Linked DNA regions of Mus musculus: regions 1, 2, 3, 4, 5 and 7 are each linked to region 6. The links are chromatin contacts, called in public Hi-C, HiCAR-type, HiChIP or PLAC-seq and promoter capture Hi-C maps. All regions are on one chromosome and are shown on one strand. The core of a region is the stretch at or near the end of the contact, and the rest is flanking DNA. Distances in the headings are between cores, read along the strand shown.

Region 1 (3,667 bases), core at 119-2,618, 1.4 Mb after region 6:
ATAGTGTATCCAGAAAGGTTTTTACTATTGCTGGCTTCTTACCCATTCAGTTATTCGACCGCTTGTCGTTTGAGGCTCTGAGGTCTCAGCTTTTACTTTAGAAGCTGAGTTGTGTCCCAGATCCTTGTGGGCATTCCATATAATTTCAAGAGAACGCCTTGAGCGACAGATACCTGGGAAGCTGAGTCCAGGAATTTGAGGCCAGCCAGGTAACCGAGGAATACCTGGTTTTCAACAGCAGGATGAGGGGGGGATGTTGTTGTTTTCCTTTGCCTCCTGTGCTGTAAGCTTTAAGCACAACCCCTATCCATCACCGATCCTTATACATTGAGGATGCTGACCTAAGATGGCCCCCATTTAGAAACTGGACCTCTTGGTCTGGCTTTGAATCTTCTGGGGAAGCCAGATTCAGATCTGCCTCCAGGCTCTGGTTGCCCGTGTCTGTTTTCTCAGGCACTGGGGTCGATAAAGTTTAGTTCTAATGACAGCGAAGAAGGCCCCGTGATTGGACAATTTGTTAGCTTCAAGTAAATAGTTGTGTGGCCTTTCCTGCTAACTGCCTGCTCTTAGGAAGTGACATTCCCTGCACTTAGCCAGCCTAGGACTTCTGAGTATCTTGATGACAGAAACTAAGCTTCCTGTGACCTGTCAGGGGTGACTGGAGCGTGGAAGGCAGAGCCTCCATGGCTTTATCAGAGAGGCAAGGCAGGGAAACAGGTCTTTAGTTGGGGCTTCTGGGCTTATTTGCTCTCAAGGTCCTTTGGCTGTTTGTTGGTCACCTGCTTCTAGCTCCCGTGTAGCATCCATTCAGGCCCCTGACATGGTCTGCAGTACTCAGTCAGACCAAGAGCCAGGACCACAAGGAGGGAAAAGGGGCTCCTTGCTGGGAAACACCAAGGTTTTAAAAAGAGGTAGTATCAGTGACAACGTAATTTCCTCAGTTTCCTCTCCGGTGCTGGGACGACATCCCGGTCATGTTATCTCCTCCAGTGTAACTCAGAGTTGGCAAAACAGACTTGTGATGTTTCGTTGGCATCCGAAAGAAAAACACTTACTGACCTCAGTGAAGCAGCCAAGCAGTTAATGGGGGATGGGGGAGGGGTGGGGTGTGTGGGGGGAGCTGACTGAAAATTTCCACACATGCTGTTTTGAAAACCCAAGCACAGATGCCTGGGCCTGGAATTTTTAACCTAAACTCCATTCCCTCTTAATTTGAACCATCTCTGGAATCTCTAGGTCTACTTGGAGACTATTTCCTGTCAAATCCACATTGTGGTTAGTTGCAGAAAGCCCAGTACTGGAGGACGAGTCCTCATCTGGCTTCTGGCGCGTGTCATTGGAGGGAGCTGGCCTTGTACGCTGTGCCTGTGTGTTTGAGGCTGTGTCATGCCCTGTGAGGCCCTGAGTCAGGGCCAGCTAAAACAACATGACTCACTGTTTATAAGAAGTCCCACTGCGGCAAATTCTGATTAGACCGAGCCTAAACAAACGCGATACTCCCCGGATGCCAGAGCTTCAGAAAGTCCTTGCTATGCAAGGTGACACTTCAGCACCAGCTCTGCTAGGAGTTCAGGGGAATGCTTTGCTGTTCAGGAACACTAACCATCAGTTAACCAATTCCTACCCAGGCTGCGCACCCCTTTGTCTCTTTCAACGTCTCCATACATACATACATACACACACACACACACACACACACACACACACACACACCCTCCTCAAACCAATTTTCATTCATTGTTTTCTAAATTTGGTTTAAGACCAATTTGGATTGAGATCCATAAAATTAAAACTGCAGTTTCAAGCCGGGCAGTGGTGGCGCACGCCTTTAGTCCCAGCACTTGGGAGGCAGAGGCTGGCAGATTTCTGAGTTCAAGGCCAGCCTGGTTTACACAGTGAGTTCCAGGACAGCCTGAGCTACACAGAGAAACCCTGTCTCGGGGGGAAAAAATAAATAAAACTGCAATAATTTCCTGGCTGTTACTTTTCCTGCAGCCCAGTGAGTTCTCAGCCTCCATTCCTCTAGACTATAAAATACGACTTTAAAAGGAGTGGAAAAATGGTAGCTGGTTGACAAAGTCGTTCAGGTGGGGATGACCTAACGCAGGTCATGTGGCCATGAATGAAATGGGGACACCAGCAAAAGAAGTTTGTAGAATTTGGTGGCTACACAACAGACCTTAGGAACCATGACTTGTGTTCTGTCTGGGGGTATCGACTAAGATTTGACATTCTAGGTATTGAATAAATGGTGATTGCGGGTCAGCACTGAGTTTCCCAGGTGGCATTTGGTCCTGTAGGCTGGTGAGACAGAGAAGCTTGGATGCCCATCAGACAGTCCTCTGAGGATGGATGTCTAGGAAGGTTTTGAGAAACATTTGCTCGTGGGAGACTCGTGTCGAGGACAGTCACATCTGGACTGGGGAGGATTGGGTGGGAGAGTCCTAAAGACAGCAGTGGATGGAACCTGAAGAGTTTTACTAGCTAGGGGGATGGGAGGAGGTTGGCAGGGCCTGAAAGCCATGGCAGTAACCAGGAGGGCAGGGACATGTGAGCCAACACCATTTATCAGCAGCATCAACAATGGTAAAATGGCAAGTGAGGGTGACAACAGAGACTCATTCATGGGCTCTTTTTAGTGTGATGAACTTGGCTGCTGTGGGTTTCATAGAGTTATGGAGGCAGAAGCCAGTTGGATGCAGGAGTGGGAGGTAATGGGGAGCTGAGTACAGCCGTGGGGGCAGCAGGCGGCTGGATCCTGCAGAGGAGCCTTGAGAGGGATGATTGACAGATGAGGCAGAACAAAGGGGGCTTCTTTAGTTGCTCATTTGTTTCCCGTCACTCTTTATTTATGTATTTGCTTTGTCTAGATTACCGTTAGGACTGTTTGATCACACAGACGAATGGGATTTACTGTGGCAGTTTATGCATGCATATATCCTGCATTGATCATCTCCACATGTCAACTTCTACTCTCCTTTCTGCCCTCCCTGCTCCTTGCTATCCTTAAAGGAGGGAACTTAAAACAAAACATAAAAACGAACAAACAAACAAAACCCAAAGAACTGAAAATCTGACAACAGTGAAGAAAGAAGAAGCCTAGCATTTCTAAAGTCCATTTCTCCTCCTTGGGTAACGCATAGTGTGGTTTGGGTGAGGTTTGAGAGAGAGCACCAAGGTTTGTATTTTGGAGACTTGGTCGCCCTTTGGTTGTCCCCGATGATAGTGAAAAGAGGAAGATATTTTAGAGGCAGGGCCTAGAAGAAGGGGTTAAAGATCTTGCTACAACATTCTCAGGAGAATTGATGCGGTTTGTAAAGGACTGTTAGTTCTCCCGGGCACAAGCTGTAATAGAGCAGGGCTGTTCTCCATGCTTGGCCCCTTCCGTATGCAGTCAGCCCCCTTTTCTTGGCATTTGTGGGCTCTGACATGGCCATCAAGCCCTTGTGAGCATACTGACTCCTTGCTATTTGAACTTCCCATTCCCCAGAAGCACGGGCCAATCAAACCTCTGTCATTTGCAGAGTAACCAGCTTCATTCTGAAGATGTAGCTCAGTTGGTGGAGGGCTTACCCAACAGGAATGAAGCTCTGAAATTTGGTCTCCAGCATTGGATAAAGCCAAGCATGGTGGCTCATGCTGGTGAGTCCAGCAACTTGGGAGCTAG
Region 2 (3,601 bases), core at 554-3,053, 1.2 Mb before region 6:
AGGTCCATGCACATAAAGTTGATCATAGGTCTTGCATGTAAATTTTGTACATGCATGTAAACACATGGTGTTGCTATGTGGTTGGACACGTCCAACAGAGATAGTACAAGCTACCAAAAAACATCTGACATTGATAATTTTGTGCCGGAGTAAGTAGACTCATGTTACTTTCCAATATTTCAAACTTTGGTCCTAGTGAATTGGGGTCTCTGTGTATAGCAGGGGTGATGTTAAGGATCTGCTGTCAGGAGTGGATTCGCGGACCTGGTTAGCACATTGTGCTGACCCTGAATCAGTTTCCTCTTCAGAGTTGGTCAATGCTGCAGTAGATAGAAGTCAAGGAAGGCAGGAGGAGAGAGGACAGGGCTGGCATTCCCTGATTATTCTTCTCCATGTCTTTGGTAAGGCAAGTGACTCTTAATGACCAGACTGGTTCCCTGAACACTGTCCCTTTCTTGCCTACATGGCACTGGCTGTTAAGACACAAGAAAACCAGAGGTAGCCACAGGAAAAGGCATTTGAAAGGCAACACTGAATGTAGGTGAAGGCACACACACCCACTGTATTTTCCCTCAGCTTTAGCTGTACAGACTTGGTGGTTTTGAAACTCAGAGGAGTAAGCTCTCATTCATCCCAGCAACAACAAAACAGTTTCTAGGAAATGCAGAGTTGTCTACTTCACAGATTTTGAACACGAGCTGTAACTGCCCATAGTACAAGGCAGGGACACACTTTCAAAGCTTTGTGAGCAAAACAGAAATGTGATCTGTGAATACACTATCACTTGAATAGAAACAGTATTTAAATGTCCACATGCATTCCGACTCAATCAATTAAGTACAAAGAGAATAATAACTAGTCTTGCTGGCTTTCCCAGTTATGCCCTTTGGGGTTGAAAAGATGAGTTCTATTCACCTGTATTAATTTCATGTTGAGGTAAATTATACTAATTTCTTGTGCTTTGGGCCATAGAGAATGAAAAAGAGAATTGTCTTAGGGTTTTTATTGCTGTGACAAAACACCATGACCAAGAGCAGGCTGGGAAGGAAAGGGTTGATTTTGCTCCCACCTTCACATCATAGTTCATCATTGAAGGAAGTCAAGACAGGAAGTCAAACAGGATGGAAACCTGGGGTAGGAGCTGATGCAGAGGCCATGGATGGGTGCTGCTTACTGCCTTGCTCACTATGGCTTACACAGTCCTCCTCCTCCTCCTCCTCCTCCTCCTCCTCCTCCTCCTCCTCCTCCTCCTCCTCCTCCTTCTTCTTCTTCTTCTTCTTCTTTTTTATAGCAATCAGGACCACCAGCCCATGGGTAGCATCATCCACCAATGAGGTGGACCATCCTACATCAATAATTAATTAAGAAAATGGTTGCCTGAAGCCCAGTCTTCCAGAGGCATTTTCCCAGTTGAGAGTCCCTCTTGCCAAAATGACTCTAGCTTGTGTCAAGCTGACCTAAAACTAGCCAGGACAATAACATTCACCTGTTGAATATGGATTAACCTCTCCGCAAGGCATCACTGAAGAGCCTTTTACTAACACATGAAAAGGGACAAAGCTTTCTGGTTAAAATGTTCTTTGCTGTGGTAGCAGCAGAATTAAAGACTGTACACTACTGAAGCAGAAAATTCCAAGATCACAATGAGTAAAGCCCACGAAACGCAAGTGCTGTGGAGCCCCGAGGGGAGAGAATTAATGCACAAAGCTCCTCTTTCAGGGGGCCAGGCTAGACTATTAAGACTCACTCTGTCCTTCCCTCTTCTGACCCCGGGAGCCCTCCTCTTCTGCTGTCTTCATGAACCGGCCTTTGTCTCCCCTCTAATGAAAGAGGCGCTTATGTTCTGTCCTGCTCTCTCTGGTGCCCAATAGAAGCCCAGTGGTGGGAAAAAATAACTGTAGGTCTAGAGGAAGACTGGAGTGTTTCCAAGGTGACGCACTCTGGTTTCCAGGACATCGCTGGAGTGTCAGTTCCAGAAAGCGCCTGAAGGGGGTGGTGCATACTGAAGAATTAGCAGTGGTTGGTGCAGCCACAGAGGAACCTTCAGGGAAAAATGCAGGGTAATTTTCTCACTCAGTTTAAAAAAAAATGTTTGTTTCATGGGTGATTTCATGAAAGAGTCAGAGGACATTAGGAACTTGAGTTTCTGTGATTATCTTTTCTAAGGCTTCCATTCGTCACATGAGGATTAAGCCTTACAGATAAGGAGTTAAACCACAAAGCTTTGGGTTTAAGTAGCTCCTGAGCAGAGTTGATGCCCAGGCTGAGATAGGGTGACCACCTGCTGTGCCGCAGAAGACTTCTAACTAGCAATGGCCAGCTTTGCTGAAAAGATAAGCATCCAATGGTAAAACAGCCCCAGACTCTCTCCCACTCCCGAAATAACATTTCTATGGTTCAGGACAAAAAATGGCCAACAGCCTTCAGAGGAAGACACAAAATTGAAAGTAGATAGAAGTATGAACGCAGTGCTGTGTTTTATTGTTTTACCATGGGGTCTGATGTAAAAGCAGCAAAGGTTTTCTTATTGCTCTCTGTCTCTGTCTCTGTCTCTGTCTCTGTCTCTGTCTCTCTCTGTGTGTCTCTGACTCCCTTCTTCCTCCCTCTCCTCCTCCTCCTCTTCCTTCTCCTCCTCCCCCTTCTCCCCCCCCCCAACCATCTCTATGTTAGGAATTCTGGCTATGTAGTCATGGTTGGCCTGGCAGTCACCCTCCCTTGTTCTCTCTCAGAATCATGTCCTATTCTTCAGTTGCTATCGTTATTCTCTCTCTCTTCTCTCTCTTACTTTCTCTCTCTCTTTTTCTCTCTCTACACACAAACACAATTTATATATTTATTTCCCTGGCATCTCTTCATTGGCCTATGTACAATTCATTTTTATAGTTTCTAAATATTTGTGGACTTTCCTATTTCTATTATTTAATTAAAGGGCAATTCTGTTGATCAGGACATATATACTGTATGTCTTAAATTATATATATTTATCATATATACATATAGTTATATGTACACACAAAGAGTGTTTAAATATATAAATATGTCCTGCTCAGTCTGTATACTGCTATTTGTGTATACGTGGTTTCAGGGCTGGTCACTAGTATTGATCACTTATTGGGGGTTCATCCCTGAAGAAGACATCTTCCTGGTCTCAGTATTTCTTAGGTTCCCCATGACATCCAGCATTTCAGTTGGTGCTGTACTTTTTCAGGTCTGGTTTAGGCCACCATGTTGTTTGGGTTCCATGAATGTAGCTTCCCTGTGGTTCCTTGGAGACACAATGTCACTGCAGTTTTCCTGATCCTTTGGCTCTTGCAATCTTCCAATCCCTTCTCCCACAGTGTTCCCTGAGTCTTAGGTGCAGGCACTGTGTTGTGGGCATCTGTCCTCATGCCCACAGATGAGTGTAGCTCCCAACCCTCATAGAAGTAACTTCTCTTTACCTCAGAAGGAAACCCTTAAGGGAACCACCAGCAGTCAACCGCAAGAGCAAGTGTAGATACCCAGCCCTTGCTGCCAAATCTCCTCAGTGGGCGCACTGACATGCAGCCCGAACTCTCCTCTTAGAACGGCCTATCTGTATTCAGAAAGTTCTGGCAAGTCT
Region 3 (3,801 bases), core at 1,164-3,663, 1.6 Mb before region 6:
CAGCTAGTGATATACAGTAGGCAGTATCCTGTGGGTGGAGGACAGGTCAGGAACAAATGGACAAAGAGGTACCGTACCACACATAACTAACAGTGGTTGTCTGGGAAGGAAGGGTGGTGGTACTCAAAGTGGACCCCAAGAAGAGAGACTTCCATAATAAAGCTCTTTATAAAAGAGAGAGAGGGAGGGGAGGGGGAATAAATTTTTGTAAAAACCGTAAATGGAGCTGATGAGATGGCTCACCAGGTGAAGGTGAATTCTGCCAAGCCTCGTGACCTCAGTGTGAGCCCCAGGATGGAGAGGCCTGGCTCCTGGAAATCGTTCTTAGTCCTCTCTGAGTTCTCCATGGCACTGATGCGGGCGAGTGCATGCGCACGCACACACTGTCAGGAATTCTCTAGCTGATGTCCTACGATTTGTTTTCGATAGGCACTTAAATCAGGGTCTCTCTTTACTGTGAGTGTTCCAGTCCAGGTATGGCCTGGTGGCTCATCCATCAACACGCAGGAGGAGGAGGCAGGAGAGTAACAGCACTTGGGTTGACAGTGCTTTCTATAGAATCATTCAAAATAAGCTGCAAGCCGTAAGCTGACCTAAAAGGTTTAACTCAGATGATGAGCTTATAAGTCATTTTGAAGCATACCAGACCACGGGCAACTGTATCATGATTAAAAACGATTAGACAAATGTTGATTTGTCTTGTAATTGCTGTTGTTGAGACAACCCTTGATGAACCAATGTAGAATCAATATTCAGCCTGTGATAGTATGGTGTTTTGCCTGTCAAACTCTGAGAGTTTGGGGTGTTGTTGTTGTTGTTGTTGATTTTTAATAAAAAGCAATGAAGAAGATAGCAAGATGGTTCCGCACAGAAAGATGTTTTTGTCTTACGCTTGTGGGTTTTGATCCCCAGAACCCTTGAAGAAGCAGAGAACCAACTCCTGAAAGTTGTCCTCAGACCTCCATACATGTGTTATCCTGAATATTACATGTACATGTAATAAAAACCTTTAAAATAATAAGTGTGCTAGCATAGCGATAGCCAAACCATGCCAACCTAAGTGGGTTTTCTCCTTTGTTCCAATGTGCGCCCTCACAGGGAAGAATCCCACTGATGCCTACCTGGACGCCATGATGAACGAGGCCCCGGGCCCCATCAATTTCACCATGTTCCTCACCATGTTTGGGGAGAAGCTAAACGGCACTGACCCCGAGGACGTCATCAGAAACGCCTTCGCTTGCTTTGATGAGGAAGCCACAGGTAACGCGCTGTGTGTGTGTGTCCTCACTTGAGGGTACATGGAGCATATTTTAGGACATTTTTTAATGTGTAAAATTTTTTTAGTCAAAGCAAAAACAAGCTAACCAAGCTTGTTACTTTAAAATAGGGCAGTAGAACCGAAAATGGCCTGGCCATAGATCTGCTGTAGGTCATGAAACGAACGGCTTCGCCTAGCTCATGCACCTTTGCATCTGGCTTCAAGCTTCCTAACAAAATCAAATGTATCGTTAGGTAGTCTTGGACAGTGAAAGCTGTGCTTTCTGAGACCCCTGGCTTCTCTGAAAAGCATAGTTTACAGCACGAGCACTTGAAGTGTTCTTTGAAGTGTTCTGTGTCTCTGGGCTACCTGGGGTTTTGCTCTGTTTTGTCTGGAGAATCACATTTCAGTGTGAAAAGCCTTCCCATCTCACCTTCCTCTCCTCCTCCTTCCTTCTTCAGTCATTTCTCCTTTTATTCCGCACTAACCTCCTGCTGGGTCTCACACATCACCTTGGTATCTCCCTCCCATGGCCCTGGCACATGGCTGTCCCTGCAGTGGCTCTGGGTGAAACTGCCTCTTGTTCTGGGCAGCCACCTCTTAATTTTGACTGGACTTTGTGTTTCTATATTGTGGTTTTTAAAAAGTTGTTTTTCTTTTCTGTGTGTAAATATTACAGCTGTGTGTGTGTACCACATGCACACCTGGTGGCCTTCAGGGGCCAGAGCAGGCATACGATTCTTGGGACTAAAGTTACAAATGGTTGTGAGACAGGAGGTGCTGGGCTCTGCCTGTGCTCTTAACTACTGAGTTATCTCTACTTTGACACTTTTAAAAATCAATTTAGTGTTCATAGAGTGCTCTGGAGGGGCTGGGAAGCGGCTCGTGGATGAGAGTGCCGAATTGCTGACTAGGGGTTGGTTTGTCACATTGTGCCATGAGCCTGCCCTTTGTTGCCCTCCAGGCACCATCCAGGAGGATTACCTGAGGGAGCTGCTGACCACCATGGGCGACCGCTTCACAGACGAGGAAGTGGATGAGCTGTACAGAGAGGCCCCCATTGACAAAAAGGGGAACTTCAACTACATTGAGTTCACACGCATCCTGAAGCACGGCGCGAAAGACAAAGATGACTGAAGAGCTGCGGCGGCTGACACGCCTCTTGCGTTTGCTTGCTCACTTCCTGTCTCAGACACACACACCCCATAGGACCTACTGCGTGCCACTTAGTTTCTCAGTCACTTCCCCTCCCCCATAGGGCCTACTGTGTGCCACTTAGTTGAGAGCTTTTTTTTTAAATGTATTTATTCCAGGCCCTTTCTGTCACTTAGCATGTGCATAATCAGACTGGAACGGGGGACAATGTTGTAAATTGTACTGAAAACGAGATGCAAATAAAAAATGAACCACTGTGAAAGCCCAGGACAATATATCCGGATTTCTGGTTTTGCTGGATTTTTTTTTTTTTACATTTTTATATAATAAAAATGTTATTTTGAAATAAAGATGATGCTGACTCAAGTGGAGTATAAAACAAACGAGCGATAGTGTGGGGTGCTCCTTTCTTCAGGTTTCCAGCTTTGTAAAATTCAGACTTTGCCACATTCTCATCTTCAGAAGTTTAAATACACCTCAGCGTCTTTAAGAGCTAGTTACACCTTTGATCTTTATCTCGCTGCTTCTAGGGAAATGCAAGTGGCTTGTCGTGTGACTAAGACTAGACAGAAATAGACACCAAGCCATTTATCTAGTACCCGTTACCCAGCATGCTCTTGTGAGTGTTGCTGACTAAGGGCCAGGACAGACAGAAGAGGCAAAGCCACATAAATACCGTGTGGTGACCAAGAACACTGCATGGTGGAAAGTGGACAGAAACGCTCCCTGGGAGATACAGCCTGGTTGAGGTCTGCTTGACAGGAAGCGATCCTAGTGCAAGGCAGACTCTCACCCAAAGCACAATGACAGTAATGAATGAGAACACGAAGATTGCTTTCAAGTGTGTCATCGATGTAGAGTCGAGATAGGGAATCCCATGACTGTAGGTAGGGGGGGGAAACATGGTTTGTGCTTGAAAAGCTCATTGTTGCGGTGTCGCGTAGAACAGAGAGGCAGCAAAGATGTAAAACCATCGAGGGAACCACAGCATCCAGGGATGCAGTCACTTGGCTTGAGCTGGTGCAGCAGACACGGCTATCCTTGGCCCACTGACCTCCAGTCTAGCTGTGTCTCATTATGGCCGGATTGAAAAGACTGGTGTAGGGTACCAAGAGGTACTTTCAATGTTTAAGACAAAGCAAAATCAATGTCCAATAAATAAATCTAACAGTGTCCTCTTTGAGGTCTATGGCCATTAGTGTGTGTGTGTGTATGTGTGTGTGTATAAACCTTTTTTTTTTTTTTTTTAAGTAGTTTTTGGTTTGGTTTGGTTTTGGTTTTTCGAGACAGTGTTTCCCTGTATAGCCCTGACTGTCCTGGAACTCACTGTGTAGACCAGGCTGGCCTCGAACTCAGAAATCAGCCTGCCTCTGCCTCCCAAGTGCTGG
Region 4 (3,710 bases), core at 586-3,085, 1.4 Mb before region 6:
CTGTTCTCCCTCCTCTCCCGAGTCCCCGGCGGATGTGAGCCACCAATCCCAGCCACAAACACCAAAAACCCAGAGCGAGGCGGCCCTCAACCGGCGGCTGGGCCCTCCGTGGCCCCCTCCCGCACCACATGAGTCCCGCACCGGGGCGCAGCAGCTGAGTCATCCCCTGCCGGGTCCCGGAAAGCGCTGCGCCAGGGCGGTTTGCAGAGGGGGCTTGCCAGCCGTTGGGTTCTCCCTGGACACTGTCGTGCAACCGCCTCCTGCGCTGATGCCCGCGTGTGCTCACTTAGGGAGCACTCTGCAAACCACAGGATTTAGGGAAGGGGGAGGGTCATTTTAAGGTTCCTGCCTGCTTACTGTGACTCTTCCTCCAGTTGGTTCATTTTGGAAAAACCACCCAAGCTTCTTTTTTGACTCGGGGTTTTAACGCGCTCCTCGGAGGGGGCGCGGCGGAGGCTTGCTTTAATTTCCAACATAATCATAAACAGGTTCCAAAGTCTAGCGGGTCATCCTGTGGCCGCCTTACTGTGGCTCGGCTTTAACCTTGTTTTTACGGGTCTGTCTCCTCCTGCCGGATCTCCACCGAGGTCACAAAACCAGAACAGCCACAAAGCCGAAACTGGAGACAGACACCGGCGGTGACGTCGCTGCTCAGCTTATTTACGTTTGGGGTTTTTCCCCCCCTCTATGGGGAAAGTCTTCTGTGACATGTGACAGTTGCTTTTCTTTGCTTTTTTTTTTTTTTTTTTTTTTTTTTTTTTTAAACAACCGGGCATAGGTGAAAACTAGACCCAGAAGTGCGGGCGTGCGCGTCTCGAAGTCAGCCATAACAGCATCTGGCTTGTATTTGGGGAGGGGACGATTCTCGATTCTTCGTTCAACTCTTTGGAGCTCCCCTCTCAAGCAAAATAAACCAATAGGAATGAGTGTTTATTTAATGGCTAGTTTCTGTTTGAAATACTGAAGGGTGTCCTCTGGTGGGATATTAGCACACAAAGTAGACACTGTTTACTGAAACAGATGAGCAGTCCCGGCGTAGTCCCCCATCTTTTTAAAAAGGCGCGTGGGGGTGGGGGAGTCGCAGTGGGGCACACGCGCGCTCTGGCCGTCCCCCTAGCCCAGACGTTTAAAGAGCATGTGAGCATGACAAGTGTCTATTCGCAACGTGTTAGATTTCGAAACTGCCTTGCAATCCAATCCGGAACTCAGAGCTTTAGCCCGGGGGAATAGACATTTGCCCACGGTGACTATGTCTGCCTCCCCCCACCCCCACTGTCGCTGTTGGCAGAAGAGTCCACGAGGAGGAGGGTGCGCTGTGCCGCGCCCGCGTGTCAATGGCAGCTGCGCCTTCTGGAAGAAGTTGATTCTTGTCTGGAATACTTTTCCTTCGGTGCCCCACCCCTTGAATCAGAAGCTGCTGCCTCCGGCGGCTGGAGCAGAGACAGTGAAGTTTGGGGCAGCTGTCAAAAACAAGGATGGGGGTGTCTTTTCTTCTCTGGGGTGGACAGAGGAGATGTCCTTAAACCTCTCTCCATCCTTTACAAACTAAATGCACTCTTCGCTAGCCCGGGGAGGAAAGGCCCCAAAAGAGAAACCAGTGTGGCCGCTGAGAGCTGAGGGATGGAGATGGTGCTCTCGCCACGGGCAGGCAGGCATGACCCTGCTTCTGGGTTCCGCCAGCGCGTAGAGGGACGGGTGATCTCGGCCCCCAGGCCCAGGGTTGTGGAGCTGGAAGGTGCGGGGGAGGGGCAGAGGAGCGCGGCGGGGCGGGCGGGGGACGGGGCGGGCGGTTGGGGGCGGAGGCAGGACCTCCTGTACCTTCCCTCTGCTCTCTCACTCTGACAGCGCCGAGGTGCGCCGAGTGGAGCGGGAAACAAAGGAGCTGAGTAGGGAGGGAGGGAATTGGGCCAGGGAGAACCCCCGGCTGGCTGCCAGAAGATCCCGACTGGAGGAAGCCCAAGTGTCACTTGAATTCCAACCCAGAAGCCAGCGCCTGAGACCGGAGCACCTTGTTTAGCAATAGTGGTTGGAACACTCTCTTGTAAGTTACCGGAGCACTAGTATAGGAGGAGGATCATCGACTACCCTCCCGCCACTCCACGGCTGCTGGCTCCTAGAAACCCCAGCTTCACCTCTCACTGGGACTCGAGTTCCAGAATGAAAAGCAAGAAGGGTAAGGTGGCGGCGGGCTGTGAGCGCCCGGGGCACCAGTGCGGGACATGTGCGGGCCGCGCCGGATCGGGAGAACACTGACTTGATGGGACTTTTCGGACCAGTGGCTCCCCGGCTGGATTGGTGGCTGTTCTCTTTGTTGAGGCTGTGTCTCTGATGGCAGTTGGTGTTCTTTTCCTTCTAGACACAACCCGAGGGGCTGTTGTGGGGAGGCTGAGCCGCGCCACGCTGTTGGCACGTTGTCAAGAACCACGCTCAGCGCCTTGTTTGTACGCCTCCAAGTTTCATTGTCTTCCTGACACCCCATGCTCGGCCCAGGCGCCGCGTGGTTTCTAGTGCCGTTTCTGGGGCAGGGCTTTGCGGTTGATGTTCTAGGAGACCCTGGCACCTCGCTTTTCCCTGTGGGGGGTCCTTGGCGAATTCCAGTCGCCTTACCTTTTGTCTAAAAGTTTGTAGTTCCGGGTGTTCTCTCACTCCTCGCCGGATCCTGGCAATGTTTTTTTTTTTTTTTTTTTTAAAGAGATGTGTTTTTCACTATCAAAGGAATGTGATCCGGGACCCCCACACATATCGCCCTAGGGCGAGCATAGCTTTGGAAAGATGGACTTTAAAATTTTTACTAGTTTCTGAAAGTTTTCCCACGATGAATTTAGGACCGCGTGTGCTGTTAGAACACAAGTACCATGCAGTCGAAAACTGTCCAAGTGTGACAAGCAGGCTTGGTTGTAAGTGCAAAAAGCGAGGCTGTCATTGTTTCCACCAAAGCTTTACAACTAAAACTTGCCGTCAGTCTGGTTTAAAAACAAAACACACTGGGGAGGAAGGGGGGAAAAAAAAAACCCAAAAGGTCAAAGACTGTGAAGTCCCTTTTGAAGCTAACTTTGGAGTCCCTGACTGGGAGGTCCCTCGAGTGTTCCAGTCGTGGACTGGAGTTGGCTTTTTTTGTTGTGATTTATGTGGAGTGGTTCAAAACAGAAGTTAATCGCTTGGAGAAGCGGGCGGGGGGAAGGGGGCGCTGGTGCGCATGCCCGGGAGCTTCCTCGAGTTTGTTACTCCACATTCTTTCAGACCTAGACCGCGACTGCAGTTCCAACGGAACACGGTTATAGCAGCTGCCGCCAAACACGCTTCCTCACGGGGTTTCTCCGCGCTTCCTACCTTAGAGAGTTGGGTGGATGTTATTCTGTGAGAGACCCCGAAACATACGGAACTCATGAAGACCCCGGGTACTTGGTTAAGTAGGCCTCCTTGCTCCTTTCCACCCTGGGACAGTCAGAGTGTGGGCGCTCTGAGTTGGGGGACAGTTTAACTGAGCTCTGGGGAAAACTTAGGGATCTTCTCAAGACCTCTGTCACCCCTTGACGTGGCTGACAGATCTAGACCCCCGTGGGAGGCATTCCGCTCCAATAGCACCTCAATGAGGGTAGTTTGGTTTTGTGTGGCTCCGGGGTGCGGGAATGCAAAACTGGGTTTCCGTGGGTGGGGAGGAAGGCTGACGACTAGCTTCCCATTCAGGCTCCACCCTCTTGGGTGTCCCC
Region 5 (4,214 bases), core at 315-2,814, 1.8 Mb before region 6:
GCTTAGTAATAAACAGCTATTGGAGTCTTGCCTGCGGGGATCCTGTGCCCAGTGCAGGGGATAGTCCAGTCAGTAAACCAAAACGCACAAGGCTAAGCAAGGAGAACAAGCATACAGCCATTCAAGAAACAAAGCTCCGACCTTTATCCCTTTATCTGCTTAACTGCACTTGGCGTTCAAGGGTTTTCAAATGCTCCCATTTCCAGAGCCTCTTAAGCATACAGCTGCTCTGCCGAATCTCAATTTTGCCACAAACGCGAAAGTAGACCCAGCCATTTCATTTCTAGCATGCTACAGCTATTCTGCTACTACCTCGAACTTGAAGATCGCTGGGGCCGATAAACCACAATCAAGAACACATTTAACTAGGAGGAAGCCCGTAGGAGGCTACCCACGGGCAATGTGAGAGGGCACACCGGGCAGGGCAGCCCAACGAGGGCTAAAACACCTGTTTCCTCCCACACTTGGTGGCTGGCTGGGTTGCTAACCCAGTCTAGCAATACCTGCCACGATTCGTAGTTTTAAGCCAGTGAAAGCAATCAATGTCGGATCAACACAGACACTAACCGGCAAATGATCCCAAAATAGATTTCAAAATTCAACTTGTGTTATCATAACGTTTTAAATTAGTGAGGCGAGGTTCGGTACCAACTTAACCAGCATCCCTACTGCTGGGCAAATGAGCTTCAGCGCCATGCAAGAGCCTCAGTTTCCATTTTTAATTTTTTTTTAAGTCTCAAAGATGCATTAAAATAAGTGTGTGGCCGCTTGTTCAGTAATCCCTCAGTGCCTCTCCAAGTATCCTGCGTTCCAGTACTTTCTGAAAGCGAGGGCGATCTTCCTAGTCTTGTTCTGCATAATTATGGCTCCGAAACGCCATCCTAAATTTGAATGAAAATAATTTTCTTAGGCTGGGGTGGATCCGCGGCGCTCAAAACTGGGCCTCAGAGCTCCGGTTCCCACAGCCGACAGAACCTTCCAGGGCCCCGGGGGTCGCCGGCAACAGGCTACTCACATCTAAACCAGGTCCGCGGCCTGCAGGAGGCGGCGGCGACGGCGACGGCGGCGGCGGGCAAGCCAACGGCCTGAGGGAATAACTGCACCTCGCCAGTCCCGGCCGGGGGATGACCGCGACCGCGCGCCGGCGTCCGCTCCCCTCCCCCAGGCCCGGGGCTGCGGTCCCCGGGCGCGCCGCCCGCGGCTCGGAGGACCGCTGCCGACGTGAGGGTCTCCGCAGACGCCCGCGCGTCCTCAGGCGGCGCGGCCGCGGCTACGTGGCCCACGCGAGGCGAGGCCGCGAGCGGGGACGCGGCCCCCCGGGAAGCCCCGGCGCTGTCTCCGGCCCGCTTACCTGCGGCACCGCGCGCGGCTCTCACTCGGCGGACTGTTGTGCAGCCCCGCAGGGATGCCCCAAGAAGCGGGGGAGCAGGGGGCGGGGCCGCCGCCTCCGAAGCCGCGGGCTACAGCGGAGCCCGCCGGGCCTCATGAATGGGACGCGGCGGCGGCAGCAGCGGCGGCGGCGGCCGAGCTGGCGGTAGACTGCGCGCACGCCCCGCCCCGGCCCGGCCACGTGACGCGAGCTCCGCCCCCGCCGGCCGCGCGCCTGGAGCCCTGGGCCCCTCCGGGGAGAGAGCAGCTCGACGCCGGCGCCGGCCTCAGAAGGGCGCTTTAAAAAAAAGTTTCCTCCGGTCCCCATGGCAACCTTGCGGCGCTGCGTCGGGCTTCAGAGTCCAGCTACCAAAAAAGAGTGCAAACGGTCTGCTGCATAATGGTGTCCCCGCGTAACGCGAGTGCACCATCATGGGATCACTGCAGAACCCGTATCTTTCCTTATTTACCCTTGGAGCTCGGTGATAACACCGCCTACTTAAAAAGTGCACTTTAACGGCTGCAGCTGCGAGTGTTAGTGACGGCGGCTGTTTTTCGTCTTGTATATCTGCAGCTGGTTCTTTCGATGGAAGGCCATGGCATCACTTCTAAATGCTTGTTAATTTCTTCGTGCTCACCGCGAGCATGAACAGTGTGACACAGTCTTCCGGCCGCTGAGCCATGCATTTATACAAACTCTCTCCGGTATGGGCCTGGGCACAGCAGTTTCTTTGCAACAATGAAGCGCGGTGAGCATAGTCTGTGCTGGGACCCGGGAAACCTTTCGTTTCCCTGCCTAAGTACCGCCGTGTGGAATTCAACCAGATTGCCTCAGTAGTTACCAAGGTCCACAGAGACACCCAAACCTACTGGGATTTTTCACTTCAGCGTGGCTCTTCATCTGATCTACCAGTGAAAGAAATGTTTTCAAGGTTGAAAGTTTCCCGTAAATGCTCGAGAAATACTACTCCTCCGCTGTGGGGAAGTGCAATTAAACCCAGAGAACCCAGTCCTCAATCCCCAAGTCAATGCACTGGGAACAGCTACACCTTCATTCCCATTGGGAGCCCAATGTAGCTTGCAGCCCAGACTGTAGAACACGCTGTTACTGTTTGTTCTCTAGCTTCTCATTCTTGACTTTTCCTGTTTCTCTCGGGATAGTTTCATTACCTCCTACCTTGGGAGGGAAATATTCTCACGCTTCCTTCCTCTCATCATGCAGAAAGCAGCAGACAACCCGCCCTTCCTCTGTCACCGCCCCCTCTGGGCTTTGACACCTTACTCAGAAGGATTGGTTCATGTTTATAGTATTTTCCTCATTCTCTAGTGGCTGCCTGCTTCATGCTACTACTGAGGCAGAAGAGGAACTAATTAAATATTTGTTGACTGTTCCTCGACTTCCCCCAGCTGATACCTGTAAAGTTGGGGCACACCCAACTCCCATCTGCTTCACTGCCCAGAGTCTTTCCTCACCTTCTGACCCTACCACCTTCCAGTTTCATGGCCAAGAACCTTCCCCCACCAATCATCGGTCTGCTAGTCTAGATGTATCTTTCATTTCAAAGAGAGAAGACCTTGTTGCCCCTAATGTAGTTTGGCCCGAGATGTTTTGACTCTAGAGTTGCAAGCTGTCTTGATGTTTTGTTTAAGAATATCTTTCTGTGTCCTTTCGGGGTTTCCCCACCGTGCACTGCAGCCTCTCCTTACAAGCCATGGAACGGCATATTCTTTTGTTTGTTTGTTTGTTTTTGTTTTTATTTTTAATAATTCTTATTTTTGAAATTAGGATATAATTACAGCATTTCACCTTCCTTTTCCTTCCTCCAACCCATCTCATGCATTCCTTGCTCTCGCTCATATTCATGGCCTCTATTTTTTCATTGCTTATACATACATTCATAGATATATAAATCAGCCTGCTCATAACATAAACACATACATGTTAATTGTATGTATATTATTTCAGGACTGATCATTTTGTACTGGATAACTAATTGGGGTGTCTCTTCCCTAGAGAAGACTATTTCTCCCACTCAGAATTACTTAATTGTCTGCAGTTCTTTGTCTAGGGGTGGGGTCCCCTAAGAATTCTCCATTCCATATTAATATGCCTATTGGTATGGTTCTTGTTCAGGTCTTGAAACAGCCAAGTTGAGGCTTCGTGGGTATAGCTTCCTTGACATTTCTGAGACAAAAATCTCATAGCAAACTTCCTGTTCCCTCTGTCTCTTACAATCGGTCTGCCTCCTCTTCTTCCACATGATTCCTGATCCTTGGGAGCAGGATTTCTGTGGTAGATATATTGGTTGGGGCTAGTGATGGGCCAGCCTGACTCCATCTGAGTGATGGAAGCCATTTTACTATAAGGTCAGAAGAAGTTCAGTTCTGTTTGCTGAAATTTTCATGATTTTTTTTTCTTTACAGCTGAGTAATATTCCATAGTCTTATCTGTAGCACATTTTCACAGCTGAGCAATATTCCATAGTCTATCTGTGGCACGTTTTCATTAGTCTTTCATCAGTAGAAGAACAGTCAGGTTGTTTCCATTTCCTAGCTATTGTGAATAGAGCATCAGTGAAGAGGGCTGAGCAGCTTTCTATAGAGTAAGATGTGGAATTCTTTGGAACTATGCTGAGGAGTGGTCTAGCCCTGCCCTCAGATGATGAACTATTTCTGAAGATTCTGGAAACTTTAGGAGATGAGACTAAACTCGAGGAAGTAAGTTACTGTAGCGCGTGGAGACATGTCACCTCTGACTGCTTCCTGTCTTGCTTTCTGTTTCCTTCCATACATGAAGACCTGGGTTTACTCTCCAGGATCCAGATGAAGATGCCACACATGTTTAC
Region 6 (4,091 bases), core at 910-3,409:
TAAAATAGCCAAGAAATAAATTTGGAATTTTAATTTCCCACGTCCATGGAAATGACAAAAACGACTAAAAACTGTTCTCTCTCAAAAGGCAAATATATACTCTTTGGGGGTTGGAGAAATGGCTCAGTGGTTAAGAGCTCTGGTTGCTCTAGCACATCGTGAATAGACACACATCCAGGCAAAGAACTCATACACAGGAAATTTAAAAAGAAAATGTAAATGATCTTTAAAGCAAATTATAACCGTTATCACAGTTACTCATGTTTACTCGTGTTTCTTAGTCCTCCTGCAACTCTCTGTTCACTCTTTTATCTTGGATATTTAACTCATGTGATAGTCCACAGGGTAAGCTTTTTTTTTTTTAAAGTAAATTTACTGCCAGACAATATCACACTTGAATGCTTCCATTTGGATACAATCAAAGTACTGAAAACTCAATAACCTAAGACGAATTTACACTTCAAACAGTAGAAAGGAGAAGTAGATAAGGAAAGATCCCCCTCCAGATGATGAATGCTACCCGAGCTCATATCGGTGAAGGGAACCTGTGCTATTCGGTCGAATGCAACCGCCCTTGCAAGACGTGGCTTGTCAGCGCTACTCATCGAAGTGTAAACCCATCTCTGAAGACCTGGCAGGCAGAAGTACTCTCCCCACCCCAACCCCACCCACGGACTTTGCAGCATCAGTCCATTTGTACACTCGGATCTCTAAGGAAAACAGCATCATCGACGTGAATGACAGCTGCAGCGGGAGCCGGGGAGCGGGCGGTCAGATGCTCCGCCGGGGCTGTCCACTCCGCGGGCACTGAAAACGTCAGGGAAGGTCTCTCTTGGAGCCAACGCGGACTTGACAAAACAGTTGACAATTAGGGCAAAGCACGTACGGCAGAATCATTAGAACCCACAGAAGCCCCGGCCCCAGCGGCGACACCGCGGCGTGGCGATGCCCCCGTGGCTTCGGAAATACCCGCTATCCCTTTAAAAAGTACCCCCCGCAGGCCGGAAGTGACCGCTCGGCGCCACGAGTCGAGCCCCTCGGTGCAGCACGGCCTCGAGCCTCGCGCACGTCCGCGGTCCCGTGGGTTTCCTGCTCTTGCTGCAGTTCTCCGCCGCCAGTCCTCTCCGCGCGGGCAGTTCGGTCACTAAATCTCAGAGACCCGGCGCCTCCCCCAAGCTCCAGCCTACGCCAGGCCTGCTTCCGGGTTCGGCCTGCGCTCCCGGCCCGCTCTAGTGACGCACTTCCGGTGGTGACCAGGCTTGGCTCCGCCCCAAGCTGACACGCGGGCTGATCGGGTTCCCAGCCGTGCACTGTGCTGGGAGGACAGCGAATTCCTGCACCGGGGACCAACTGCTCCGCCACGGCTCGGTCTCTGGGGTTTCTTACCGTCCTGGGCGGAAATGGATAGAATCCGCCAGACCACACGACCCGGGGCCTAACTCTCCAGCCCTGTGACCGCGGCCGTCTGTGTCAAGCTCTCCCTTGGCTCTGCCCAGGGCCCTTGTCGCTTGGCGCTGGGACCTTCAGAAGTTGAAAGGGTTTGCCAGAGGCATCTCAACCACCCTTTCTTAGACTGGCTTTGAAATGGTGTCACCCACCCTCTTGGACTGAATATCTCAGGTCATCTTAGGGTTTCCTCCCGGAATTACTTAGTTTTACACATTCTGGTTCATCCTCTTCTCAAAGGTTGTTTTTTGGATCGAGAAGTTCAGGCAGAAAGCGTTCACTTTCAGTTTTTCCTTGTATCTCTCACGATGCTGTATGACTTGACCTCATAATCTGGTGTCTGGTTAAGTATAAAACTATTCTTTACTTCTCACCCCTCCACAGGGCTGTTTGGATTGTTTCTTTTGTAATAACGTATTATACCGTTTAGAAAACACAGGAAACACAGCTTGGGCGAGTTGGGTGTTTCCTGCTGAAAATTGTGAATATAACGTTTCATGAGAAAAGGAAAAAAAAAAAAGAGCTAATGAGTGGAGCACCCCATCTGAGCTGTGTCCACTTGCCTTGTTCCCTTAAACTAAAACTAATTGCTTCTTGCTAGCACCACCATTGGCTTTTGCAGTCCCCCCAACCCTATTCTGATTTTGTGCTCCTTTCACTGTTTTCTGGCAGTTTTTCTCTGCTTATAAAGATCTTTAAGAAAAAAAGAAAAGAGGAAAAAAAGTTAAAAAAAAAAAGTTTGTTTAAACTCATTCTTTGTATACTCCAAGAAAATTGCAGCTCTTGTTGAAGGCCTTTATCTTTGCACCACTTCCTGTGTTTCTCTGCAATTCATGTGCATTCTTCTGAGGGCTAAGTCAGTTTCTCAACACTTTTACAAACCAAGAATGGATTCCCCCTTGGCCTGGAAGCCATCTCAATAAAATTTTATCATGAAACTATCACTTCTGTCTCCCAGCTTTCTGGAACATTGTCTACCTCAGTGAATACTTGGCTCCAGGCTAAATCTACCCCCAGTAGAGAGATTGGATGTTTGCTTTTTACTTTGAATAGGGAGCAAATTTGTGGGTACTGAAATTGCCTGGTGCATTTAGGATGGCCTCCGTGTAGCTAGTGGTGTCAAGTTCTTTTACTGAAAAACTAGTTCCATTGAGAGTATGTATATAATGGATTCCATCAACTTAGCCTTTGGGCGAGTCACCTCAGCAGATGTCCAGTTACACATATAGCATCCAAGCATAATGCTTATTCAATAGAAAGAGAACTGAAACCTCTCTCAGCAGGCTGATTGGAAAGATACTTGTATTTGTATTTTTCCAGCAATAGTTGAGGCCACACTTAGAGATCTATTGTACAATATAAGATTAAATCAGAGCATTAGATTTCTCTCTAGTTCTTTGAGCCTGCCCTCATGGTTTCTCAAAGACTCTTTAAATGTTTGCCTTACTGAACTTGGATTCTATCACCTGCCCCTCCTCATAGTCTATAAAGTTGAACACTCCCTTTATGCTTTCCAAATCAGTAGTGAGTCTTGGAAAGAAAATACAAAAGTCTCCAGAGCATGGCAAAGCCCACATTGTTATTTGATGTCCAACTGTAGTTGGACAAGTGTATGGCACAGACTGAGAGGCACCAGGGGGAGGAGCTATGGGAAAGGCAATGCTGCCTGGAGTTCATGACTAGAAGAGGGAGAAACTCTTCAGTGCAATTTTGCTTCAGTTGGGAGAGTGTTGGAAGTGTAAAGGTGTGCCTATTCCAGCTGTTGGAGTCAGGGTAGCGTCCTAGGACAGTTTATCCAACGGATCAGCAGGAATAAAGTGAGGGGGGGGAATTATTGGTCTATAGGCAAAAGGATAGCAGTTGAAAAGGTCCAGAGGAATTAAAATGTTCGTGTTCAGGGAACTGCAAATAGGTATCAGAATGGGAGCTGGGGTGATAGGTGCCACTGCCAAGCACACATGAGCAGCCAGTCCCAGATCTGCCTAACTGCAGTGCTACCTGGGTCTCTCTCACGACGTCCACACTCTTTGGTCAAAGTATGTAAAACTACTGAGGTGTGCTAGGCATCCTTGCACCCTCCTGTGCACATAATGACTGAGATGAAGTAAGCTTAACAAGAATGTCTATACTGACTTGCATGTACGTTTTCTCCTGATAACTATGGCTTCCTCAAGCAAAATACAAATTACTGTCCCAATACATTCTTGAAGGCGTATCTATCAGTGTTCTGGTCTAGGAGTTAAAAGGATCTTTTACATCTTATTTTGACCTTTGGCCATGGAGGAGTGATGCTTGCTTGCTTCTTCCTGTTTTCTTATAGAACCCAGGATAACAAGCCCAGGGGTGGTAGCACTTACCACGGGCTAGACTCTCTCCCCTTGATCACTAATTGAGAAAATGCCTTACAGCTAGATCTCATGGAGGCATTTCCTTAACTGAGACTCCTTCTCTGATCTGTCAAGTACAACCAGTTCCTGTAATTGACCTCAATAGATTCATTGGTTCCACCAAGCCAACTCAGTTGGGATCATATCGTTGATTTGCTGATGTCCTCTCTTGGGTGGTTAGGTATTAATTCTGTTCATCTCTCCAAAAGTCATGCAACAAACAAGATGAATGATTTCCAGATGAACTTGCTTCATCCC
Region 7 (3,851 bases), core at 1,125-3,624, 1.6 Mb before region 6:
CACTACAGTGCGCAGCCACCCGCCTGTCTGCTTTACGGCAGCCTGCTCACCTGCTTTACGGTTGTTTATGTTGCCACTGGACTCCAGTGCCCAAAGGAAACCGCTTTCTACCAAATGTGAGGGGCTGAGACCAACAGGAAGTTTAGGAGTGGGTAGACACTGACTTAGAGAGCTTCAAGTACAGGCCTTGGAAAGTTATACACAAAGCTCGTTTTAGGAGGGACTAGGGAAGTATAGAGGAGCCTACTGGATTTGGAGTGCTCTGGCCTACTGGTGTTTTTTCCTCTTCCTCCCACTACCTCCCCTCCCCCAGGGCGCAGCCCTGGCTGTGCTGAGCCCTGAGCTGCTGCCACCCACCACCCAGCGAGACCTTTCTCAGCATTTCAAGTCCCAGTTTTGCTACAGCACGGCTTTAAAGCTACTTTTTTTTTTTTTTAATATATGTAAGTACACTGTAGCTGTCTTCAGACCAGAAGAGGGCGCCAGATCTCGTTGTGGATGGTTGTGAGCCACCATGTGGTTGCTGGGATTTGAACTCAGGACCTTCGGAAGAGCAGTTAGAGCTCTTAACCGCTGAGCCATCTCTCCAGTCCCCGAAGCTACTTATTCTTTGTTGACCTATTTATTCATTTATAAAATGAATTCATGCTGTTCATAATGGTCCCTTTATGATAAAAAGCAGCGTCTAGTCTATCTGGAGCTGGGTGTGGTTAACCAAACCCCACCTGGTACCCAAGTGGATCTGCGCCCGCCCTCATGTGGCCAGGTTGTTTTAAAATGTCATCTTCCTCATTTGAAATAGGAGCGCTTCCTTCGTTTGCTACAGAAATTGGAAATGTGGGAGAGGGGGGTGTTTATGTATGGAGCCGATTTGTGGTTCCCTGGAAAGAGGGGAAGCCTGGCCCTTACATGAGTGCTGGGACTTCAAACTTGAGTCCTCTTGTTTGCATAGCAAGTACTCTTAGCCACTGACCCACCTCCCTGTGCGCACTCTGGGTTTTTGAGAGGGACTTTTGCTGTGTTAAGTTTACCCGTTGGAATGCCAGGGTTAAAGGCCTGTGCCCACCACATCCTGCTCATTAACTGATTTTACATTGCCTAGGGTGAGGATCTAGGAAGTGGTGGTAGACTTATGTAACAAACCCTGAAAGTGCCATAACTTTATAAGAAACATAATTATTTAAGCAATGATTTTTGAGGACAAATAGGATCAAAGATACAGCATCAGTACCACCTGGCGCCTATTCTCCACCTCTGACCTACGCAATCCCAGACCCTGATTTTTTCAAGCGCATATTTAAAGCCACCCTCAATTTATTAGGATTATTATCTTATTTTACATTTTATCTACTAGTTTGGGGAGGAGGCTGCACATTCCCTGGTACCTGCATACGGGGCTCAAGGAACAAATTACAGGAATTGGTTGTTCTCTGTGGGCCCTGAGAAAATAACTCAGTCATGCGTGCTAACAGGCACTTTTACCTGCTGAGCCATCTTGCTGGCCCCTAAGTTGTATTTGTATTGTCTGGACTGCTGTGAAGTACACGGATACTCAGTGCTGGAGACCATAGTGTTCCTGCCTTGGAGGAATTTCTTTTGGAAGTGGGGTAGGAAGGGAGGTGGTTTTCTACGTGTAGCGTGGCTGTCCTGGAACTAAGCTCTGTAGACCAGGCTGGCCTTCAGCTCACAGAGATGCTGCCCCAGCCTTCTAAGTGCTGGAATCAAAGGTGTCGCCACCACCGTCTGACACGGAATTTCTGATCAGACTTCTAGAATATGACCTCCCGGCGGGGAGAAAGTAAAGGCCACTGGCTGGAGTGCAATTTCAAATAAGCGAGAACGTTTCTGGAGCCCACTGGAGAGTGCTCAGCCGCCGCCCTCTTCCGGATTACATTCCTTCTCTTGAGCATTGTTTATCTAAAACTCAGTTTAACCAGGCCAACTGCCCTCTGCTAAATCAGGCAACTTCGGGCTGCCCGCTGCAGGCGCCAGGGGACCCCCAAACCAGGGCGGCTCCCAGCCCACCCGGGTCAAATTCCAGCGCTGGCGCTCCGCCCTCGGCTCGGGAATGCGGAAGGGGCGCGGGACTTGCGCTGGGAGCCGGGGAGACCAGCAAGCCGGCGCGGCTGCGGCAGGAGGATGCCGTGCCAGTGAGCTGGGGAATATGTACTCGCGGCTACAGGGGCTGAGTTCGTCGGGTCGTGCAGCCAGGCTAGTTTCCGCCGCTGGCTGCCTGGGTCCTCCGGGTCTTCGAAACGCTTGCAGCAACCCCCTGCCACGGTTGGTCGCGCCGGGCTCGCCGGTGCTCCTTCCGCCCCGCCCCCGGGCCGGAAGTGCGGCGCCGCCACTGTCCCGCCCCAACCTCCGCTGGTCGCAGTCGCCGGTCGGATCCTCTCGGGTGTGCAGCATCAGGTCAGGTGAGTGGCTCTCGACCCCGCGGGGCATCTCCCGGGCCGCATCTGTCCCTAGTGCTGCGCAACCGCGCCTGGAGCCTGCGGGCGGCTGGACCATCGGCTGGTGGAGCGGAGGTGGCTCGGTTCGAGGCCCTACGCGGTTCCTGTGCTGGCGAACCCTGGCCGAACGAGGCCCCGGGACCGTGTGCACTGGGCCTGCGACATCCGATGACTGACACCTGGTGCCCGGCTGCCCGCACCTGCCGCGGCTGCAGGCTGCAGGCTGCAGGTCCAAGCTGTGTGTTAGCGCAACTGCGTGCATCTGTTCTAGACGCGTTGGGGGAGGAGAAGCCCGCTGGTGTATGGTTCCTGCCAGAGGAAACCAGGAACTGGTACTAGAGTTCCTGGTTAGCAAATGCTAAAATGGGCTGATTTGCATAAATCCTTACTGGGTCTTAGGTCTTGCAAAGATTTAGCTCATTGTTAGAGGACAATTCGAAGAAAGCTGGAAAGAATGGAGAACATATTGAGCCAGGGATCCAAGATGAACTGGTGGATCTCTGCTAGGAGGTACCGAGCAAAAAGCTCAAAAGATGAGCATCGTATTATGTGCACAAGAAGCGCGGGTGGTCAGCCGGAAGGGAGAAGAACAATAACTGAGTACTAGCTGGGAAAGAGGAAGGTAGTTAGGGTAGGGCTCTTGGATACACACGACCCCAGGCGAGACCCTATACAATAAAATAACGTAGTTAGTTAGCCAAGGTAGGCCTCTTTCTTTAGAGGTGTACTGAAAACTCGATGAGAAATGAAAAATTACGTAAGAGGATTTGGGGAGTCACCCACGACAAGGAAGTAACACGACAAAGGATGTTTAGGGAATCGGGTTGACAGCTTTTGTTCTAGAGATGGCTTGGCTGTAGTCCTGTGTGTTAGAGAAATATCACAGCATTTTCTCCTTCAATAAACCCTTAAGTGAGGTGATGTCATTTGCCTGGGAACATCACTTCAGGAATTCATATGATGCCACCAGGGTTTTTCTATCCACTTGCTCCTCACTCTGTCTCTCTGTCTCTGTTTCTCTCTCTGTCTCTCTCTGTCTCTCTCTCTCTCACACACACACACACACACACACACACACACACACAAAGGCACCTGTTCACTGAGCTGCAGCTTATGAAGGACAGATCCCTGGGTGATAATGGTTGGCCAAAGTTAGGAAAGCCAGGGATGGGACCGATATCCCCATTCCCCCAAGGTTGAATGATACAGTTGTGTAGGGATGGCTTTCATCTGCCCCGGTTACCAGCGTCTTTGATTCTTCTGTGACAAGTTTAACATGGCGGGCGAAGCAGGTTTCCCTTCCTCCCTCTGAAGTTCCCCTTACCTGGCACAAGCACAGGAGAAAAGGGTATCAGAACTCACTATGTGCAAAGGAGGAGGACAGGTAAACAAATGAGC

Evidence for each region. Promoter capture Hi-C pulls out the DNA fragments that hold promoters and counts their contacts. A called contact is a pair of places that touch in the nucleus more often than the background predicts. HiCAR-type assays count read pairs that join an accessible place to other places. HiChIP or PLAC-seq counts read pairs in DNA pulled down with a chosen protein or histone mark. Capture Hi-C pulls out chosen DNA fragments and counts their contacts.
Region 1: a contact with region 6 is called in a promoter capture Hi-C map of trophoblast stem cells, with 10 times the contacts expected there. The contact joins the enhancer-like site here to the promoter of C030034I22Rik in region 6. A contact is called at or near these places in 3 of 39 promoter capture datasets (the 3T3-L1 cell line, stem cell-derived epiblast-like cells and trophoblast stem cells) and 2 of 115 datasets of contacts at active chromatin or transcription factors (stem cell-derived neural progenitor cells and trophoblast stem cells).
Region 2: a contact with region 6 is called in a HiCAR-type map of astrocytes, with 3 times the contacts expected there. The contact joins the enhancer-like site here to the promoter of C030034I22Rik in region 6. A contact is called at or near these places in 4 of 39 promoter capture datasets (the 3T3-L1 cell line, hippocampal neurons, maxillary cranial neural crest and 1 more) and 5 of 115 datasets of contacts at active chromatin or transcription factors (astrocytes, embryonic forebrain, epiblast stem cells and 2 more).
Region 3: a Hi-C map of CD8 T cells shows a contact between it and region 6, with 5 times the contacts expected there. The contact joins the enhancer-like site here to the promoter of C030034I22Rik in region 6. A contact is called at or near these places in 6 of 39 promoter capture datasets (the 3T3-L1 cell line, the C10 cell line, hippocampal neurons and 2 more), 3 of 484 Hi-C or Micro-C datasets (CD4 T cells, CD8 T cells and the G1E-ER4 cell line) and 5 of 115 datasets of contacts at active chromatin or transcription factors (embryonic stem cells and large pre-B cells).
Region 4: a contact with region 6 is called in a promoter capture Hi-C map of embryonic stem cells, with 4 times the contacts expected there. The contact joins the promoter of Tgif1 here to the promoter of C030034I22Rik in region 6. A contact is called at or near these places in 5 of 39 promoter capture datasets (the 3T3-L1 cell line, the C10 cell line, embryonic stem cells and 2 more), 5 of 484 Hi-C or Micro-C datasets (the Ba/F3 cell line, CD4 T cells, CD8 T cells and 2 more), 6 of 115 datasets of contacts at active chromatin or transcription factors (the SCID.adh cell line, astrocytes, embryonic stem cells and 3 more) and 1 of 9 other capture datasets (liver).
Region 5: an H3K4me3 HiChIP or PLAC-seq map of pro-B cells shows a contact between it and region 6, with 4 times the contacts expected there. The contact joins the promoter of Lpin2 here to the promoter of C030034I22Rik in region 6. A contact is called at or near these places in 4 of 39 promoter capture datasets (the 3T3-L1 cell line, liver and pre-B cells) and 3 of 115 datasets of contacts at active chromatin or transcription factors (astrocytes, embryonic forebrain and pro-B cells).
Region 7: a promoter capture Hi-C map of liver shows a contact between it and region 6, with 4 times the contacts expected there. The contact joins the promoter of Myl12b here to the promoter of C030034I22Rik in region 6. A contact is called at or near these places in 11 of 39 promoter capture datasets (the 3T3-L1 cell line, the C10 cell line, the HPC-7 cell line and 9 more), 6 of 484 Hi-C or Micro-C datasets (CD4 T cells, the G1E-ER4 cell line, cortical neurons and 1 more), 6 of 115 datasets of contacts at active chromatin or transcription factors (astrocytes, embryonic stem cells, epiblast stem cells and 3 more) and 3 of 9 other capture datasets (adipose tissue, liver and pancreatic islet).

What each region holds. Positions count from the first base shown.
Region 1 is chr17:67,986,837-67,990,503 of GRCm38.p6, reverse strand. The region is part of intron 1 of Arhgap28 (Rho GTPase activating protein 28); the gene reads left to right. Among named protein-coding and RNA genes, the nearest start is that of Arhgap28, 15 kb to the left of the region's middle. Within about 2 kb of position 1,368, at least 144 of the 459 cell types and tissues checked have an H3K27ac peak or open chromatin away from gene starts, as enhancers often do. A contact at or near this core is called in trophoblast stem cells, where this site is marked.
Region 2 is chr17:70,632,038-70,635,638 of GRCm38.p6, reverse strand. All of the region lies in intron 3 of Dlgap1 (DLG associated protein 1), which reads right to left. Among named protein-coding and RNA genes, the nearest start is that of Gm46581, 27 kb to the right of the region's middle. Within about 2 kb of position 1,803, at least 44 of the 459 cell types and tissues checked have an H3K27ac peak or open chromatin away from gene starts, as enhancers often do. A contact at or near this core is called in astrocytes, hippocampal neurons and stem cell-derived neural progenitor cells, where this site is marked.
Region 3 is chr17:70,972,918-70,976,718 of GRCm38.p6, reverse strand. It overlaps Myl12b (myosin, light chain 12B, regulatory), which reads left to right. Exons shown (of 4, transcript NM_023402.2): 3 at 1,099-1,260; 4 at 2,223-2,756. The coding sequence ends at 2,395. Among named protein-coding and RNA genes, the nearest start is that of Gm46595, 5.3 kb to the right of the region's middle. Within about 2 kb of position 2,413, at least 70 of the 459 cell types and tissues checked have an H3K27ac peak or open chromatin away from gene starts, as enhancers often do. A contact at or near this core is called in CD8 T cells, where this site is marked.
Region 4 is chr17:70,849,335-70,853,044 of GRCm38.p6, reverse strand. Tgif1 (TGFB-induced factor homeobox 1) reads left to right here and starts at 1,835. Exons shown (of 3, transcript NM_009372.3): 1 at 1,835-2,173. The coding sequence starts at 2,158.
Region 5 is chr17:71,180,882-71,185,095 of GRCm38.p6, reverse strand. Lpin2 (lipin 2) reads right to left here and starts at 1,564. Exons shown (of 20, transcript NM_001357791.1): 1 at 1,352-1,564.
Region 6 is chr17:69,414,515-69,418,605 of GRCm38.p6, reverse strand. It overlaps C030034I22Rik (RIKEN cDNA C030034I22 gene), which reads right to left and starts at 2,159. Exons shown (of 1, transcript NR_026848.1): 1 at 1-2,159.
Region 7 is chr17:70,989,039-70,992,889 of GRCm38.p6, reverse strand. It overlaps Myl12b (myosin, light chain 12B, regulatory), which reads left to right and starts at 2,374. Exons shown (of 4, transcript NM_023402.2): 1 at 2,374-2,417.